Linked DNA regions of Mus musculus: regions 1 and 2 are each linked to region 3. A link is a contact called in public HiChIP or PLAC-seq and promoter capture Hi-C data. All regions are on one chromosome and are shown on one strand. Each heading gives the region's core, a stretch centred on a gene start, on an enhancer-like site or on the middle of the called end of the contact. The rest is flanking DNA. Distances are from core to core; before and after follow the strand shown. Region 1 holds the start of Ovca2 (candidate tumor suppressor in ovarian cancer 2). Region 2 overlaps Slc43a2 (solute carrier family 43, member 2). Region 3 overlaps Rpa1 (replication protein A1).

What was found. HiChIP or PLAC-seq counts read pairs in DNA pulled down with a chosen protein or histone mark. Capture Hi-C pulls out chosen DNA fragments and counts their contacts.
Region 1: an H3K27ac HiChIP or PLAC-seq map of double positive thymocytes shows a contact between it and region 3, with 2.7 times the contacts expected there. The contact joins the promoter of Ovca2 here to the enhancer-like site in region 3. A contact is called at or near these places in 18 of 39 promoter capture datasets (3T3-L1-derived adipocytes, the C10 cell line, the HPC-7 cell line and 12 more), 1 of 15 datasets of contacts at CTCF or cohesin (embryonic stem cells), 4 of 484 Hi-C or Micro-C datasets (CD4 T cells, the G1E-ER4 cell line, bone marrow-derived macrophages and 1 more), 23 of 115 datasets of contacts at active chromatin or transcription factors (the 230-238 cell line, bone marrow-derived macrophages, craniofacial prominence and 14 more) and 4 of 9 other capture datasets (adipose tissue, liver, macrophages and 1 more).
Region 2: a contact with region 3 is called in a promoter capture Hi-C map of pancreatic islet. The contact joins two enhancer-like sites. A contact is called at or near these places in 2 of 484 Hi-C or Micro-C datasets (CD8 T cells and cerebral cortex), 3 of 115 datasets of contacts at active chromatin or transcription factors (double positive thymocytes, embryonic limb bud and embryonic stem cells) and 1 of 9 other capture datasets (pancreatic islet).

What each region holds. Positions count from the first base shown.
Region 1 is chr11:75,177,054-75,180,752 of GRCm38.p6, reverse strand. Ovca2 (candidate tumor suppressor in ovarian cancer 2) reads left to right here and starts at 1,945. Exons shown (of 2, transcript NM_027136.3): 1 at 1,945-2,141; 2 at 2,366-3,699. The coding sequence starts at 1,958. The coding sequence ends at 2,859. It overlaps Dph1 (diphthamide biosynthesis 1), which reads left to right. Exons shown (of 13, transcript NM_144491.2): 9 at 92-192; 10 at 949-1,027; 11 at 1,440-1,580; 12 at 1,722-1,828; 13 at 2,366-3,110. The coding sequence ends at 1,811.
Region 2 is chr11:75,562,620-75,566,703 of GRCm38.p6, reverse strand. It overlaps Slc43a2 (solute carrier family 43, member 2), which reads right to left. Exons shown (of 14, transcript NM_001199283.1): 7 at 3,799-3,932; 8 at 3,511-3,713; 9 at 2,996-3,142. Among named protein-coding and RNA genes, the nearest start is that of Mir3971, 13 kb to the right of the region's middle. Within about 2 kb of position 2,378, at least 125 of the 459 cell types and tissues checked have an H3K27ac peak or open chromatin away from gene starts, as enhancers often do. A contact at or near this core is called in pancreatic islet, where this site is marked.
Region 3 is chr11:75,317,308-75,321,394 of GRCm38.p6, reverse strand. It overlaps Rpa1 (replication protein A1), which reads left to right. Exons shown (of 17, transcript NM_026653.2): 6 at 2,864-2,983. Among named protein-coding and RNA genes, the nearest start is that of Rpa1, 29 kb to the left of the region's middle. Within about 2 kb of position 2,259, at least 33 of the 459 cell types and tissues checked have an H3K27ac peak or open chromatin away from gene starts, as enhancers often do. A contact at or near this core is called in the G1E-ER4 cell line, double positive thymocytes and pancreatic islet, where this site is marked.

The sequences.
Region 1 (3,699 bases), core at 696-3,195, 140 kb after region 3:
AGGAAAGTAGCTGGAGAAACCAGTAGGCTGAGGTGTCTAGCTTTGGCCACTTCATCTCAGAAGCTCCTGCCTGGCCTCCCTCTCTCGGCAGCACTTGGAATCTCAGCTCAGAAACTTGGGACTTCCTTTCGTGAGGCTGTTGCTCTCTGAGATCTTCCCCAGCAAGCTCAGTCTACTTCCTGAGGTGGATGTGTGAGTTTCCCCACCTTACCCATGTATGGTGACCAGCTAACGGGAGCTTAGAAAACAGGTTCTGGCCAGCACAGATCAAGAACTTATCTAGCAGGGGCCACCCTTGACCATGGGCCGCCTGCATTGTCTAGCCATCATAGTCTGGTGGGAATGAGTGTAAGAGCACTGTGTACAAACCTTGGTTCTAGATGGGTAGTTACAACTGAACTGTCCCCAGAAGTTGGCTTATGGAGTGAAGGGCTGATGACATGCCCCTTGCTGTGTTTGATTCCATTAAGGTGGATTTTTTTTTCTTTTGCATGTGTGTTAGTTTGTGTGAAGCTTTGGTGTCCACCCCCCCCCCCTTCTCTTTTCCCCTGAAGCAATCCACCTGTCTGGATCTCGTCAGTGCTGGAGTACAAGTGTATATCATATACCACACACACAAATTTTGCCTCTTACTTTAGAAGGTTGTGAGCTACTATGTGGGTGTTGGGAATTGAACTTGAATCCTCTGCAAGAGTAGCCAGCTCCCTCAACCACTAAGCTGTGTGTCCAGCTCCACTTTTGCTTTTAATGCAATGGTTTTGGGAGTTAAGGTCAAGTCCTAGGCTTACAGGGCAATCAGAGTTACCTTCCCAACAGTATATAGTTGGATCAGTGCAATCTGTTGACAAGTGGACATACTGAGATACTGAGACACCGTTATGTTCTTCAGTGTGGTACCCCAGAGAGAGGTGACCTTCATGTCACATCTTAACTGACTTATCTCCCTAGGTGGGTGCAGGTGGCATGTCCACGCCTCTCCATTGACTGGGGTTCAGCCTTTCCCAAGCCACTGCTGACACCGTACGAGGTAACAGCCACATTTTGAAAATCTTTGTATTTCCTGTTGAGGGAGGGTTGTGAGATGGCTGGCATGGGTAAGCAGCACGTAGGGTTGCAGGTTCTGAGATCGAGCCACCATCTTGCTGTGTAGTTTTTGTTTATATTTAAGAGTTGCTGGGAGATGTGAGCCAACACACCTGACTCGCTGTGTAGCTGCGACTCTCTTCACTTCACTCTTCCTTTCTGAAGGATGATAATACACTCCCTTCATAGACCCTGGTCAAATTTGCTAATGCAGGGACAAAAAAAGAAAGAAAGAGAGAGAGAGAGAGAGAGAGAGAGAGAGAGAGAGAGAGAGAGAGAGAGAGAGAGAGAGAGGAAGGAAGGAAGGGAGAAAGAAGAAAGAGAGAGAAAGAATATCATTGTCTTTTCTCCCCTAGGCAGCTGTGGCCCTGAAGGACATTTCTTGGCAGCAACCCTACCCCATGGACTTCTACTCTGGCAGCTCCTTAGGGCCATGGACAGTGAACTACGGTCGGGACCGAGCACCTCGGGGTCTCTGCCAGCCTGCATCTGACAAGGTAGCCCACTTTAAGCAGGGCTGAGAGGCAGCCTACAGGCGTGACGTGGTCCACCGCCGCCGCCCTGAGGACAGCGGGGGAAATGCAAGGGAGCCGGGTGGAGGTTGCAGTAGAGAGACTTGAATCTATCTGCTACCTCAGGTGCAGCAAGGGTCCAGAGGCGGCTCTCCAGCCCCAGCCTGTGAGAGTTGCAACTGCGCAGACCAGAAGGCTACTTCGCCGGCTCCCTGAGAGGGCCAGAGCAGCAGGTATTTGCAGCCACGCCCCACCTTTTTGTTTTAGGAGAGCCCCGCCTTAGGGGTGTTCCCCGCACGGGCCCTGCCCCCTTGCCGGTTCTACTTCCGCCTGGGAAGGCCTGCTTCCGGTCGGTCTGCAGTATGGCGGCACGGCAGACCCTGCGAGTGCTGTGTCTAGCCGGCTTCCGGCAGAGCGAGCGGGGCTTCCGTGAGAAGACCGGAGCGCTGAGGAAGACGCTGCGGGGTCGGGCAGAGCTTGTGTGCCTCAGCGGACCTCACCCGGTCCCCGAGGCAGCGGCTCCCGAGGGTTCGTGTCCAGACTCGGGTGAGACTTGCTGGACCCCTTCGCACACCTGGACCTCAGTTCTCACCTAGCGCCTTTAACTCCGGCTCTAGTCTGAGCTCCCAGGTTTCCTCCTTTATCTGTGTCCAGGCCATTCCAGGTCCCTCCCGCCCCCCAAGTCCCCTGGCTGCACTTTCCCAAGCTCTGCCTTTTTCTTCTCACCATCTCTAACCCTGGGCCTGTGCTCTTCTCCCATCTGCTTCTAGGGCCCTGTTCTCCGGAGGAGCAGCCTCGAGGCTGGTGGTTTTCTGAGGAGGAAGCCGATGTTTTCTCTGCTCTGGAAGAGTCCACAGTGTGCAGGGGTCTGCAGGAGGCCCTGGAAACGGTGGCACGGGCCCTTGACACGCTGGGGCCGTTTGATGGACTTCTTGGCTTCAGCCAGGGGGCTGCACTAGCAGCTTATGTGTGTGCCCTGGGCCAGGCAGGCGATCCTCGCTTCCCCTTGCCAAGATTTATTATACTTGTGTCGGGGTTCTGTCCCCGAGGCCTTAAGGAACCTATCTTGCAGAGCCCCATGTCACTGCCTTCACTTCATGTTTTTGGGGATACTGATCGAGTCATCCCTTCTCAGGAGAGTATGCAATTGGCTAGCCGATTCCTTGGAGCCGTCACCCTCACCCACTCCGGTGGTCACTTCATTCCAGCAGCTGCATCTCAGCGTCAGGCCTACCTTAAGTTCTTGGACCAGTTTGCAGAATGAAGGATGGACAAATGTCTCCGCACTGCTCCCACTTTGTCCAGCAGCTCTCCCCTGTCTCCTCACCATGGCTAGTTAAGACAACTGTCAGTTCTCAGGACACACATAAGCCCAGAGAGCCTGTGAGAAGACAGGGGTGGGCAGGCAGGGGCTGGCACCCCTGTGACTGACAGACAATAAAGCGATGCTTTAGATGTTGAATGCCTTTCTCCTGCTGCCCCGATCCTGGGGCAGCACCAAACCAAACCCAAGGACACATTTTTGGTGGAAGTCATTTATTGTTTTGTATCTTTAAATTCGGCTTATTGTGTGTATGGGTGCAGACTTGTGGAGATCAGAGGATAAGTGCGGGGAGTTGATTCAACCATGTGGGTTCTTTCTGAGCTCTGATCATTTGACTTGGCAAGTCATGCCTCTACCTGCTGAGCCATGTCACCATCCTTTTGTGGAAGTTTAAGTCCCAGACTGAAGAAGCTAGATATCTTGGTCACTTAGAATCAGAAAGTTTTACGTTTGAGGAGTTTGGGGAAAGAAAACACTTGGCAAGGCTCTGCTTGGCTCCATCTGCTTTTAGGTTTCCTACATCCTGGTCCCTGGCTTGGCCATTGCTTTCTCTTCCATAACTGTTCCATCCCCCTCTGAACTCTGAGCTTGAAGACTTGGGTAGTACCATATGTTGGGTAGAGGCCAAAGACAGCACAGAGTAACCTGCCTTTTCCTAATGAAGCCATCTTCAGGGTTTCTGAGATTACTGCTATTCATAATTGATGATGCTAATTATTGATATGTTGAGAAAGCCAAAGCTTAAGTAGCCTGCTCAGCTTAACTTCTTGCCATTTTTCT
Region 2 (4,084 bases), core at 1,129-3,628, 250 kb before region 3:
CCACAATATCACCAGTGTCCATAACCAGGGCTTTATATGTGACTGACCATCTTTTTCTGCCCCCAGGAAGGCACTGTTCCCAGAGACTCAGACGTCAGGGCTTCTATCTTCAAAGAGACTTAAAATTATAGAGGTGGGAACAAAAAAATCGTTGACCACTGAGTGTCCTACCCTTACCCCACCAGTTTAGTCAAGAGGGATGTTTGCTATGTGAGGGAAGGAGCCTCTGGGCTGGGCAGAGAGTACTTAGGGGTGTTGTAACGTTCCCTGACAACGCCCCTGGCTTACCAGTCGCCATCACTTCAGCAAGAGCACAAAGGTGGAAAAGCAGAAAGGAGAGGGGTTAGTGGCAGAAGACATGAATGAGACAGGAAACAAACAGACTAGCTCAGAACACATACCCCACTTCCCAAGAGTCCCTCTCCCCCAGAGCACTCAACGAAGGCCTTGCTCACACCAGCTCTGGGGTTAGATGTGAAAGAGAGCCAGCCCAGCTGATCTTTTCCTGGCTGCTGCCCATGGGCATGCTGGTGTGTCAGGCCTGTGGCCCTGGTCTGGGCACCATGATGAAGTAGCATGCTGGAGGCAGCAGGCCTGGCAGAAGCGGAGTTCTACCATGTGGCCCGTGGGAGAGCTGCCCTGTCACTGCACTCAGAGAGAAGGAAAGGTCAGAGGATCTGTGCCAGGCACACAGTCATCTGACACCACAAGTCTCCCTAGACAGCCAGGCTTCTTCCTTCAGCTCCCTGACCCAGGGCAGCCCTTCTGAGCAGAGCCAGGCCTGTGAGTACTGGATGCTGGAGACTAGGGGAATACAGTGCTTGTCTACTCTACTCCAGACTTCTTCTCCTGAGCTCTCTACTTCTTGAAGCTGACACTTTTTTTGTTTGTTTTGTTTTTTTAGATAAGGTTTTACTGTGTAGCCAAACTGGACTCAAAATCATAATCTTCCTGCCTCACTCTGTCTAGTCCCTGAGATTGTGGGAGTGTATCAGGATTTCCATCCCCCTCCGCCCCCCGTTTTGTCTTTTTTAAGACAGGGTGTCTCTGTGTAGCCATGGCTACCCTAGATAAAATTCGCTCTGTAGACCAGGCTGGCCTTGAACCCACAGAGATTCACCTGCCTCTGCCACCTGAGTGCTGGATATTGAATGCACAGGGGAAGAAGAGAACCAACTCCTGACCACTGTGTGCTACTTCCACGCTAGCAGCAAGCATCTCTTCCTGCTGAGTTGGTCCCATCGAAAGGTTTTTTTATTTCAGTGAAATACCAGAAGATTAAGCTGCGTGTGACGTAGTTCCAGTCCCGGGCTGAGACAGGAGGACCACCTACTGTCTGAAGCCAACCCTGTCTACCAAGTAAGTCCCATGCCAGCCTAGTCTACCACATCTCAAAAACAAAACAAAACAAAACAAAACAAAAACAAAAAATGTTCTACTAGGTAGGGTGGTTCACACTTGTAGTCATAGCTACAGGAGACTAAAGCAGGCAGGTACCTGGAGAGGCTAAACAGCAGCGAGCAAGGCTCATCTAGATCTACTGCCCCTAACCCATGCAGGCCTCCAATGTGCCCTGCAACCTCAGAGGACTCTGAACCTTGCCTTTCCACTTCCACCTCTGAGTGCTGGGATCACAGGCAGTCATCGCTGTGCAACTTATGTGGTGCAAGTGCCATGAGCGCTAAGAAAGCACTCTACCATCAAGACCCCCTATATTACCAAAAAAAAAAAAAAATTGTTCCAGGGGTATAAAGTTAGGAAATTATAGCCAGGCAGTGGTGGTGTACAACTTTGATCCTGCAACCTCTCGAGAAGCAGAAGCAGGCAGATCTCTGTGAGTTCGAGGCCAGCCTGGTCTACAGAGTGAGTTCCAGGACAGCCAGGGCTACACAGAGAAACAGTCTCAAAAAAGAAAAAAACCAAAACCAAAACCAAAACAAACAAATAAAAAAGTTAGGGAACTATCATTAGATTAAACAAAGCTTAAGGTCTTCTCCTCCTAAGGCCCTGAGGTCATTACCAAGGCCCATCATGATTTTTTTTTTGCTCATTACATTCGGCTTCTTTCCACTTCTCCCCTCTGAGAAGCCATTAGTTGCCAGGAGCTTTTCCCTCTGTGAAAGCCAGCCTTCCTGTCCCTGCGGATAACTGGTATTTGGCCCCTTGCAAGGACTGCGTTATCTTTCCCTGGGTAAAAACAAGTTAGCCAACAAAAGAAAGTGGCAGGCCGGTGAGACTGCCAACAAAGATTTGCCACCGAGTGTGTTTGTCCTGCTTGCTCAGGATGACTAAAGCTGACTCAGCCAGGCCTGGGGAAGTCCTGACTTTCTCTGCGCAGCAAAGCCCCTCGTCAGCTCAAGACCTGCTACTGTTTTCCTGTGGGTTATCAGTTCTGTTTCCCAGAGTGAACAAGCCTCAACTGGAGTACTTCGTTCCTGGGAAGCCTCTGTTTTCCCTGGTTCCCAGGGCAGGACATCGATCATAGAGTAGGCCCCCACTGACCCGTAGTCCTCAGTCGGGACAAAGGTCCTCCCTCAGCCCCCAGGTTGTCCAAGTGCCAAGCTAGTCCCTTTGGATCAGGGATGTGACGGGTGGGGCTGGGCTGCTGTCTTCGGCTCTGGGTCGTGTTCTCAGCAGACAGCCCGCAGTCCTCCCCACTGGCACTGAAAGCATTCACCCCACACCCGAAACACAGCGCTATTTCAGTCCTCTCCCTCCTTAGCCGGGAAAACCCTGATGGGGACATGAAAGAACAGTCAAGCTGGCCGTGACAAGACAAGCCAGCAGGGCCTCAGACACGGCAACTTCACAGCCCTACTGATGTGATCTAGGTCACAAAGTACATAAGCTGGAGGGGACGGAGGGCTTTATTGGGCTGGTGAGAGTAGCAGCACTGCCCTACCCTGGAGGGATGCATCAAGGAAGGCCCAGAGGTATGTGTGTGTGTGTGTGTGTGTGTGTGTGTGTGTGTGTGTGTGTAGTGGGGGACACTTACCTGTCTTCTGGTCCCCCCTGACCAGGAACTCAAGGATGCTGTTCATAGCCCCCATGTAGAAGATAAGTCGCAGCTGTGTGACACACATGGTGACCAGGCTGAGCACCAGGAGGGGGCTGAACACACTGTGCATAAACGATGGGGCCGCTGTGGGAAGAAGGCATAAAGCTCAGGTTCAGGAAATATGGCCCATCCAGCACCCAGGGCCTGGGGAAGGGACGAAGGCTCAGTGTGTGGACTATGCTGGCGGTGAGGGACAGTGAAGAGCCCCGCTGAGGTCTGTGGTCTTGATGCTCATCAGCAGACCCCCTAAGCTCTGCGGAACTCAGTGTAACCAGGTCCCTCTCCCCCTTTAAGACAGAATAGGTATGCAGTGAGAAGATACCCAGAGTCTCAGTCAGTGATTACCAATCAAGGGGGCTGTGGGCTAGACCTGCAGTGTAAATGCAGCTACCCTCCCCCTGCCCCCGGGTCTCTTGGGCCAACCTGGATAGGGACAGTCATGTTTTGGGTACCTGCAGCATCAGGCTGGCACTTCACCTCCAGGTCCACAGTGGACAGACACAGCTTGTGGCCCTCCTGCAGGGCGGCTTGCTCCTTGGCAGTCCGCATAGAGCTGCCCACGCTCAGACGGCGCCCCACTGTGGTCACCTGCTTGTAGAACTGCTTCCCTGTGATCTTGTGGTCAAAGCCTAGCCAGCTGAACTTGATCTTCACCCTAGCAGCCATAGGAAGGGTGTTTGTAGGTTGCTGCCCGGTCCCTGGCTGGTGTGAGGGTAGGGCAGAGAGCATGCCTAACTTACGAGTAGTCCATGTCCTCTGGGCCTGGGAAGGGCTCGAGTGGCCAGTTGAAGAAACAGTTGAAAAAAACCAGGCCAGAGCAGCCAGCCCAGACCACTAGGATGCCAATGAAGGAGGCGCCAGCGTCGTAGATGAGCTGTCAGAAGAGGGAGCAGTGTTATCAATGGGAAACCAGAATGGGCATTGGGCAGGGGACAGTTGGGAGCTCTCACTGTGCTGGGCCATATAGAGAGGCTCAACCCTGTGATCTGAGCTGTTTGGCTATTAGAACCCCATGCTCTGATAATC
Region 3 (4,087 bases), core at 1,010-3,509:
GCAAGAGATAAAGGTTACTCTATTAAGTGGATTAGTAGCTTTTCCTAATTACCACATCTTATGTTCTATATAATTAGAGTTATTGCTGCCAGGATTGGTTGTTTACAAATTAACTGCATGATGATGAAGTACATGAACTTAGCCAGAACGAGCTGAGGAATACCAGGTTTTCTCTTCTCAGCCAAAGATGTTAAAGATGACGTACTGTCTCCATCATTGTGCAGACAGTTACGGGAGTAACGCACTTAACTCTTGTTCCTGGTCCAGAGTGAGCACTCCAGGCAGTAGTTGCTGTTACTGGTGTGTCTCACGCATCCCAGGCTGGCTCAGACTCCTCATTACCTGAAGAGGAGGAGCACCTTGAACTTCTGGTCCTCTTTCTGCCTGTTCCCCAAGCACTGGGATACAGGCAAGGGACTACCCGGACTTAGCGACTGCTAGGCAGGTACTCTACTAAATGAGCTACACCCCCAGCCTCAGATTATCAGTTGGAGACTTATCATTGTATTATGTTCAACTAAAAATTATAACTGTAATTCTTATAAAAAATGAAAATTCTATGTTAGAATAGGTACATGTGTTGGGTTTTTGGTTTTTTTTTTTTTTTTTTTTTTTTTTGGTTTTTCGAGACAGGGTTTCTCTGTGTAGCCCTGGCTGTCCTGGAACTCACTTTGTAGACCAGGCTGGCCTCGAACTCAGAAATCCGCCTGCCTCTGCCTCCCGAGTGCTGGGATTAAAGGTATGCGCCACCACACCCGGCCTTGTTTTTTTAATTGTAGTAAAATATATGTTTACTGTTCAACTTTGAGATGGGGGTCTACCTATGGTACCTATGCTGGCCTTGACCTCCAGCTTCAATGAGTCTTGTGGCTCAGCCTCCTGGGTAGCTGTGGCTATGAGCAGATGCCACTGCAGCGGGCCGCTTGCCGTGGTTACACGGCACAGTGTCTTCTGTGGTTACAGGCTCCCTTACTGAACTTAGAGCTCAGGTTGGGCTGCCTGGCTATTGAGGCCTGGGATCTGCCTACCTCTGCTCCCTGCCTAGTCCGTCCTCACCTCTCTAGCACGCACGCCCCATGTGGGAACAAAACTCGGGTCTTTATGTTTTCTCTACCAACCAAGCCGGCTCCTCAGTTATCTTTTTATAGAAATTGAGTCGAGTGACCATATCCAGTTCAGTCAGACATGCGCAGCAGAAATGGTTCTGAGAATGAGGCTCCTACCTCAGGTAATTTGGAGACTGTAGAAAAGGAGAGGCTGGGGAAAGGGCTCAGCAGGTAAAGGCATCTGTCAAGCCCGGTGCCTTTGTGCCATCCCTAGGACTCTGGTGGAAGGAGACCCGATTCCCTCAGGATGGTCTCTGCCCTCCACATAGCTGCAAGCACCTTCGTGAGGTGCACATACCAGCAAATACCACATTCTTTTTAAAGAAGGCAAGAACTTCGCTGGAAGATAGGTCACCTTTTAAACTGTGTCTTATGCAGCAGGTCACTGTGTGCTCATTTCTACTTTCCTTCAGTGTACTACTGAGCAACTCACCTTTCTCTTGCTGATTTTAAAAATGCTTCACATAGACTGAACTGGGCTGGGTGTCTGAGTTGAGTGATAATGGGAAGGCTGAGCTGTAAAGGAAGGGCTCATTGTCAGTAGCCTGGGCCCCTCTCCTATGTAAATAGGTGTCTCACTTTTTCTCTCTGTAGGATGAACTAAAGCATAATCAATTCTATTTAATCTTCTCAACTTTGTGCTGAATGTATTTGTCTCCAGCAACACAATTACGTCTCATTCCTTGAGCTACTTAAGAGTAATTTTGCCAAAAATGAATTCCATGGGCATGTAGCATGCCCGGTGAGTTGGGACCTCAGGAGGCCCAGCAGGAGTTAGAACTTACAGTTGGAGAAGGGAGAGCCTCAGTGGCAAGGGAGACTTCCTGCCTGTGCGCACCAGTTTTAGTGTTTCAGGAGCTCTGGGACATTTTTTTTTTTTTAGCTGCCTTTGTCATCTACAAGCACTCCAGGTGAGCAGCCTAAACGAGGCTGGCTTCAGCCTTCAGAGCCAATCACAGAAGTAAAATCAAACCCCATAAACTCGTTATTTTAGAAATAGTGGTAGGCAATTTACAATGTTAACATTCTTCAACTTGGTAAACATTTGTATAAAGGGTGAAGGGCAAATACACACTCCGACAGGGTGGCGCGTCTTATTTGCTGCTTTAGAAGCGTGCTCGGTCCCCCTCCTTTTTATCTCCCTGTTGCCTTGACACGGCTGCTTCTGAACTCTGTTCTCATCTCTCCCTGCTGTGACAGTTCACTAGCACTTCACGGTACCTGAGACTCTTTCAACTCATATTTTCCACCAGCTGTCAGTTGCAAAATAAGGTTGCTTTGTTTGGGGGAAAGGGTAGAACCCTTTGTAAACGTCTCCTTTTCCTTTGAAGCCAAAGCACTTGAGAGACAATTGAACTGCTTTTAGGTTTTCCTTACCACCCTGCTTTCTCTTCTAATGGATCCTGCCACGAACACACCGTCCTGTTGATGACATCGATTTGTTGCTATGGAAATAGTGGTAGTATCACAGATTGAGCCCAGTGACTTTACTGCAGGTTCTTGAAGGAGAAATGGGCAAGGCTTCAGGGAGAACCTCATTAAAACTGAAAGCTGTCAATTCTAAACAGTTGAAAGGGAAATGGAACCAGTCTTTACTATGCGCAGACAAAAAAGTGAGCCCTTTGCAGACACAGGGTGTGCAGCGTGGTGCAGTCTGCTCCTCTAAGAGCCAAAGGTGGGTTTTCCTAAGGTATTTACTGCTGGTGTTGAAATCTCTTGACTGGGTTTGCACTGAATTGGCCTGTTTTGATCTCCAGGATATGGGCAGCAGCAGCAGCAGCAGCAGCAGCAGCAGCAGCAAGCAGTCCCTTCCCCAGCCTCTGCAGCGACACCACCAGCCAGCAAGCCCCAGCCACAGAATGGGAGTCTGGGAATGGGTAAGATGGGACCCAAGAGATGGAAGTTAGGGGTCAAGGTTGAAGCAGTGTTTGAAAATTCACTGAGCCTGAGTCAGGCAGAGTAGCCTAGGCCAGCACTTGGGAGGTGGAGACAGGGGAATCAGAAGTTCAAGGTCATCTTCCACTATTTAGCAGGTTCCAGGCCAGTTTGGATTACATGAAACAGGCTCGGAAAACAAACAACAGGAACAAAAACTCCATTCATAGTAGAATTGCAAAGAATAATTCCAATTATTGCATATTTTTTAATACTTATTTATTTATTTACTTATTATATGTAAGTACACTTGTAGCTGCCTTCAGACACTCCAGAAGACCGTATCAGATTTTGTTATGGATGGTTGTGAGCCACCATGTGGTTGTTGGGATTTGAACTCAGGACCATTGGAAGAGCAGTCGGTGCTCTTAACCGCTGAGCCATCTCACCAGCCCGAGTATTTTTTTTATAAAGGTAGTTAAAATACACTGTTCCTGACTCCTCTTAGTTGATGCTTTATCTGGTAGTCGCTCGCTTTCACCTTACATTCTGTGCCTTTTTGTGAAATTTCTTTTAAATCCCCACCTTTCCCCACCTACCATGCATTTGTTACATTTGGCTTTTCTGTCCAAGTTTCTCCTCTGACTTTGTAACTCTCATGGGACTTTATCATCTCTTTAGACATAGCATTCATTACCTTTGGCATGGAGACCCTCCTGCCTGCCTCCAGAGTGCTGGGGTTGTTGGCCATGGCTTCTATGTCTTCATCTCTCTTTCCTAACTTATTGGTTCTTTGTAAGTTTCACATCATGCACCCCGATCCCACTCACCCCTGTTCCCTTGTACCTGCCCTCCACCCTTGCAGCCTCTCCGCTAGAAGAAAAATAATCTGACTGTGGAAGCTGTAGTGTGTGACATTGTGTCCCAGGTGGAAGCTGTAGTGTGTGACTTTTTGTCCCAGGTGGAAGCTGTAGTGTGTGACACTGTGTCCCAGAGTGCACCCTTTTGTCCACACATCTTCATGATGTTCATCATGGTGAAGTTGTTGGTTTTGTTCGAGGCCTCTGGCTTCTGCTACACGCTCACTGGGACTCCTTCTCAGATAT